2 separate regions of the Gossypium hirsutum genome follow, and region 2 is linked to region 1. Evidence: chromatin contacts called from public Hi-C data. All regions are on one chromosome and are shown on one strand. Each heading gives the region's core, a stretch centred on a gene start, on an enhancer-like site or on the middle of the called end of the contact. The rest is flanking DNA. Distances are from core to core; before and after follow the strand shown.

The links. A called contact is a pair of places that touch in the nucleus more often than the background predicts.
Region 2: a contact with region 1 is called in a Hi-C map of leaf, with 10 times the contacts expected there. The contact joins the enhancer-like site here to the promoter of LOC107903556 in region 1. A contact is called at or near these places in 9 of 34 Hi-C or Micro-C datasets (callus, fibers, hypocotyl and 2 more).

Annotation. Positions count from the first base shown.
Region 1 is chrD05:60,865,143-60,868,324 of Gossypium_hirsutum_v2.1, reverse strand. It overlaps LOC107903556 (probable E3 ubiquitin-protein ligase HERC3), which reads right to left and starts at 1,583. Exons shown (of 6, transcript XM_016829637.2): 1 at 620-1,583. The coding sequence starts at 961.
Region 2 is chrD05:60,947,869-60,951,050 of Gossypium_hirsutum_v2.1, reverse strand. No RefSeq gene overlaps it. Among protein-coding and RNA genes, the nearest start is that of LOC107903554, 25 kb to the left of the region's middle. Within about 2 kb of position 1,745, at least 2 of the 9 cell types and tissues checked have an H3K27ac peak or open chromatin away from gene starts, as enhancers often do. A contact at or near this core is called in fibers and leaf, where this site is marked.

The DNA of each region.
Region 1 (3,182 bases), core at 334-2,833:
AACCAGAACTCATTTAATGGCAATATAAGATATATAAGAGATGGAGACAGAAACATAAGAGATTTGAAAGATGCAATCAAGTATCAACATGAAAAAAAAAAGAAACAAACCTCTTTGTGTAGCAAAAAATGAATGATAAGGAACCATCAAACAACTAATTACTAAAGCCAGCAAAAATGCAACCAAACTAAATACCGAATAATCCACAGTGAAAGCAGGTAGAGTTCAGCCAAATTTCAACTTAAGTTGTAATTTAAGCATTTAAACAATTGTTGCTTCTATCACTTACTTTCTGCTATTTCCTTCATGTTGCCCCGGAAATTGCTTTAAATCATCTATGCTAACCAGTTAAATCATAATTCTCCATATAAAACTAAAAACCAGGCATTTTAATATTCACAAAAACTGAATGTAACTTTAAATTCCTTCAGAACTAGTATTTCTATTTATATCCGAACACACCAAAAAGAGCAAACCATAAGAAACCAAACAGAAACTAAATCCCAACTAACTTCTGAGCCATTTCTCAAGTTAACAGGCAAAAGTACAAAAAATTATTAATTCTAAAAGCAAAATGATCAAAATTAATATATTAAAAAAAAGAAAAAGAAATAGTTACATTGCCTGCAGAGGTTTGGACCATGTCCGACAATTGCTCTACTGATTGCAAAAACCTCAAAAGTCGCTTCCAATTCCCATCACACCGTTCAAAAATGTCCCTTTGACTACTACAATTCATCCCTATATATATCCCATTCGTCATGCACAATTGAAACGCGGCTAAATCAACCAGCGACCTGCATTTCGTGGGACAAACATCGTGACACCCTCCGAATGTTCTCGAAGTCAGCTCCAGCGACACTAGGTCAACGGCACTTAACCGTTTACCGGACGTTAAAATTTCCAAAATTAGATGCGACGGTAGATCGTCAATCGAAAATAACCTACTCCGATCAGCCATTGAAAATTTTTTGATTTTCTTTTAACTGGAAATGTAACGGATTTAGGGTTTCGATTTCTAAGAAAAAGAAACAAGAGAAAAAGAAAAATTATCAAATTTGAGGCGAAATCTTAAGCAATTAAAACAAATTATAAAGAAAGCATCGGAAGGAAGGAGAATTGAGAAATTCAATTGCGATTGATGCTTTGATTGGAAACTAATCATCAGATGGGATGGATCGGATCACTAGATCACCGTTGATTTTCGTTGTTAAGAGAATGAGAAATTCAGAATTTTTTTAAATTAATCTGCATAAAATGGATTTAAAAAACAAAGGATTACCAGAATTTCAAAAGTTTGAGATTGGATTGAAGAAAGAAACAATTAAAGAAAAAAAATCAGTGAAGATCGATCACTACCAAAAGAAGGATTCTTCCTTTCTTGCTTTTTCTTTTTCTTTTTCTTTTTCCACCGAAAAATTGGAAGTGGAAAATTGAGCTGAAAAGTACGTTATTTGTAAAATAATTAAATTAAAAAATGAAAAAGGATATGTAAATAAAGGCATGAAGGAAAAGATACTGCCAACCAAGGTTTTCCGCATTGAATCTTATAGTAGCGGTTTTTTTTTTTTTGCTTAATCATTAAAAAATCTAAAAATAAGCATAATCGGTTCATTTTATAAACAATAATAGTAACTATCAAGTAAACTCGATTTATTTAAATCAAATTTATTTGGATCAAGTTAATTCAAAATATTATTTAAATAAAAATTAAAATTTATATACATATTTTGTCTCCATTAATTCGATTTTTATATGACTTTTCTTATGTTATGGTTATAATTGGTGGGAACATTATAAAAATGATTTTATGTTCTTAAATTAGACAAAACGTAGTTGTAAGCCTGTTTCTTAGCTTGATACATAAGGGGACGGCATATTAAAATCTAAAAATTTGTTTGATACAATCAATCCTAAGATAACCATGTGAAGAGAATCAATAACATCTCAACACGGATGAGAAAGTTTTTTCTTTCAGTTGACGTGTCGAACGAGGATTGGCTAACTGACGCCAAAACCGGTGGAGCTGGGTATTTGTTTTCTGGTTTACAGCACAAAATCTACGAATCGGAAGCTTTGGTCCGTTTTTGTGTTTCGTCGTGGATTTCCACTACCTGTCGCTCTCCCCTTCTATTTTGTCCGAATATTGATTGACACGTGAAGTCCTAAAAACTTGCCACGTGGAAACCACAACTCCATTATTTTAAATATTTTATATAAATTTTAAAATTAGCTATTTATTAGGTTTTTAATTTTTTTTATGTTGATTTTATAGTTTGTATTGAAAGTTTGTGGTTGTCTAATGTGGTTTTTAACAGTTGAAGTAATTGAGGGAGCAAATATAAAATAATTTATGCAAAAGAAATGAGGGATTAAATTGAATAGAAGATAAAATTAGCTTGAATGTTTAAAGAAGCAATAATACCAAAGCTTTAAGAAAGCTATCAATTCATTTAATTGTTTCTAACTCACGTACATATAATGAAAAGTTTACGGCATTTTCCTTTAAATTTTAATATTATTATCCTGAAAAAAATCAAATCAAACATGATACGTTAAAATTTAAGATGAAAATATTGAAATGACAATAAATTGTAGGAAAAGGATACAACTAACATGATATACCAGTTTCATATAATCCTTTTTCATTTATACTTTCCCTAAGTCCGCTCAATGCAAGTCTATTTATACATATATTATTGTTTTAATTAATGTATAAGTTTAGATAATGATGGATGATGATAAGTTTGATTTTTTTTCTAGAGACAATGAGAAGGATCGGGAGCGAGAGAGAAAAAAGTTAGGTTGTCTCTTGCTGCATCAAGAGATGGTAATGGATCCCAAACTGAAAGCATATTTAATGGTCGATAGTCATGTGTCATGATTGCCAGCTTAATTTGTATCACAGTGTCTTACTAATTCACACGTCCTGCTCCTATAATATAAGCCACGGTCAAGTGTGCTTTTGGCATACCTCATTGTTCGATGAACAACTTCTAAATGAGGTTTCTTTGGCTTCTACATAAAGTGACTAACTATTCCAATTGTAAAGGCTATATTCAGTAGCATTAATTTAATTTTCCTTCAACTACACAAAGTTTGGCATTCGTCTCCATTGGTGTTGAAATCGACATCCAATTCTACATCTCGCATTTTGTTAAGATATCTTGTATATATTTTTG
Region 2 (3,182 bases), core at 496-2,995, 83 kb before region 1:
TGTTTTATTTCTCTCTCTCTCTATTGCTATTGGTTTTATAAAATACTTGACACAAAATAAGAGTGATACCTGTGTGGTCGGATGATTAAGAAAGAAGAATCCAACCTTTCATGCATGTGTTTGGTCTTGGTTGGGATTGAGAAATTTTAATTATTTTCAGAATTTTGTTTAAGAAGAAAAAGGTTAGAAAATTTTGGAAGTATTGTGTTGATAATGTGTTATAAAATAAATAATAAATAAAGTAAAAGAACAAGTAAAATGGGAGAGCAAAAGAGAATGTATTTTTATTCATCAATAGGGATGTTTACAATGCTTCTCCAAAGTTTATATTTATAGACATAGGAAGTATAAATAAACCTCTACTTGTAATGACTATTAGAGTTCTAAAGTACATTAAACGACCATTTGACGATCGATATGGTAGATTGATACCCATTGACGATTTGAAGAGCATATCTTAGATTCAAGTCGAACTAACGGTCAATGTTTATGAATATTAAATTGTAGAAAATGAGAATAAGAGCATTCGATTAGTGCAAGAGTTACAAAAAAAGAAAGACATGCAATAACTATTTTACTAACCCAATAATTAAAATAAAGTTTTTAAATAATAAATTGATATTTTATAACTTATTGAAGTTGAATGAGGAAAATTTAGTAATATAATGTATAGATTGAGCAGTAAACGATTGTACAAAATCATCACATATGACCAGTGAACCATCCTCGGCTGCGATAATTCACCCCCACCATTTGATTCAAATATTCGATGTTCGTGAAAAGCAAATAGAGTCCAACTGAAGCAACTTAAATGGCCCGCCCATTCACCACTTCATGTGGGCTCAACGTGGACACTATGTTTTTTGATTCGTTATTTCTTTTCAAATATGATCATCTGGGTACGAGGTAGGGATGAAATTTTCAACAACAATATCAATTACAATTTCTTTTTTGTTTCCTAATAATTGTTTATGTTTTCCTTTAATCATGGTTATTTTGGGATGTACGTTTGAGTCAAACTCTAATATTTAAATTTAATAAGTATTCTTATACTGAAGTCAAGGATCAAAGTTGTTATTATAAAGATTTTTTTAATTAGTAACTTGTCATTTGTGATTTTAACGGGGTGATCAAAATGGTCGAACTATGTAACGTCCGTACTTAAATTATGAATTTTTTATTTTAGATAATTAAAATAATATTTTTTTTATAGTTAAATAACTATCTATATAGTTTACCTTTTAACTTAATATAATTCATAAATAACTTTAAATTTTAGCCTTACATTTAATTATGTAGCGATAATATATATTGTATTTCTAAAGATAAAAAATAATAATTACAAACATAAAATATATACAGTAAAACCAGCATGACAATCTTCACTCGAAATGAATGGTTTGAATTTCCCAACAGATAATGTGGAATATTTGTCAACAAAAAAATACCAAACAACAAAACAAAAAAAGATGTTGAAATAATCCAAACAAAGATTCCCAACAGACATTTATAAAATCTTAAATTCCATGTTTTGTTGTTGATGTTTTACTGACAAGTATGGCCGATAAGCTACTTCTCCTCTCACTAAATCTCCCGTATTTTCTTTTCAATATTTTCTTTGATTTACTTTCAGAAACAAATAAATAAATATTGTTGTAAGCTAATTACATTGTTTTTGTGTACTTATCTTCTTCACATGTGAAACGTACGGATCTTCACAGTTCATGATCTGGATTTCCATGTGCGCTTGTCGGTTGGTATTTGTCTTTTCTCTTCTCTACTTTTATGCTTCAATCCAATTATCCAACGTCAGATATTCGAATTTTGTGAAAATATTATTGGGTAAAACTGAGAATCTTATGCTATTAATTAAATTTTAATAAATTAATTTCAATAAAAAACTAAGGCCTCTTCTTCATTAGTTTTGGAATTTTAAGTGTTTTTTCATCATAAAAACAATGAAAAATACTTGAATTTTGTAGTCAAAAACGTAAAAATTGAAATTTATTTATTTTTTGTTTTTTTACATTTAAGAGTGAAATATATCAAAATATTTTTATTTATATATTAATGATTTAAAATATATATAAAAAATTAGATTAATTTATATTTTATGTATTATTTTATTAAATTATTTAAATATAATGTATCATTAATTTTATAAATAATTTATATTAATTACTTAAAAAATATTTAAATTTTATATTTCATGTATCATTATATCACATTATTTAAAATATTTAAAAGCATTTTTGAAATGTAATTTTCAATTGCAATATCAATAGAGAAATACTCCTAAATAACACAATATGCATAATTTTAAATAATGAAATTGAATTTTGCTCCATTAGATTTTTATTTTTTTTAGTTTAAATCAAATGCATCTACAAACTCAAAAAAAATTTAAAAAATTCATCACAATAGTTGAAATTTTATATTTAGAATAGCTCGAAAATCCAAATTAATAGGGCAAATCACTAAAAATTTTAAAATTTAAGAGAAAATTTAGATTAGTTTAATTAAATTTGAAAAGAAATTTTGGATTTAAAAAAACAAAAGAACATATAGATGGATGGTTTAAATACAGAATTCTTGGTCTCTTCTTTCTCCTTTTTATTATTTTATAGAACAACTAATTACTAATGGAAATTCCAGAGAGAATGTCTGGGCAATTGCTGTTTTCTTTTTTTAATTAAGCAATAAATAAATGAACCAACATTAACTGAAACCATGAATTAATATTATGTTAAGCTGCACAGCTTTTTTGTTAAAAACAAATCCCTAGAAACAAAATTTCAAAAAGAAATCACGTGAAAAAAAGTATATTATTAAAACGTCTTGAAATCATGTGCACACTTGATTGACAAAAGTGAAATTGCTAAAATTAGTAAATTACAATCTATTGGATGAGATCACAAATAAAGGACTTCTCTGTTTCTATATATATATAAAAAAAAACAAAGAAAAAGCAAATTAAATTGAAGACCAAACTGAAATGGGTTTGGAGAGGTAAATTTTAGACATATTAAGTTTTTTTTTTTAAATTAGGATTTTGTGTTAATTTTTAAGGAAGTAGGTTAATTTTAAAATTTGAGTGCAATGATAAGATACATTGCACTCTTAATAAAAAATACATTCAAATTTTAGAGATTACATTATTAAGAGAGATCATCACGAACTCT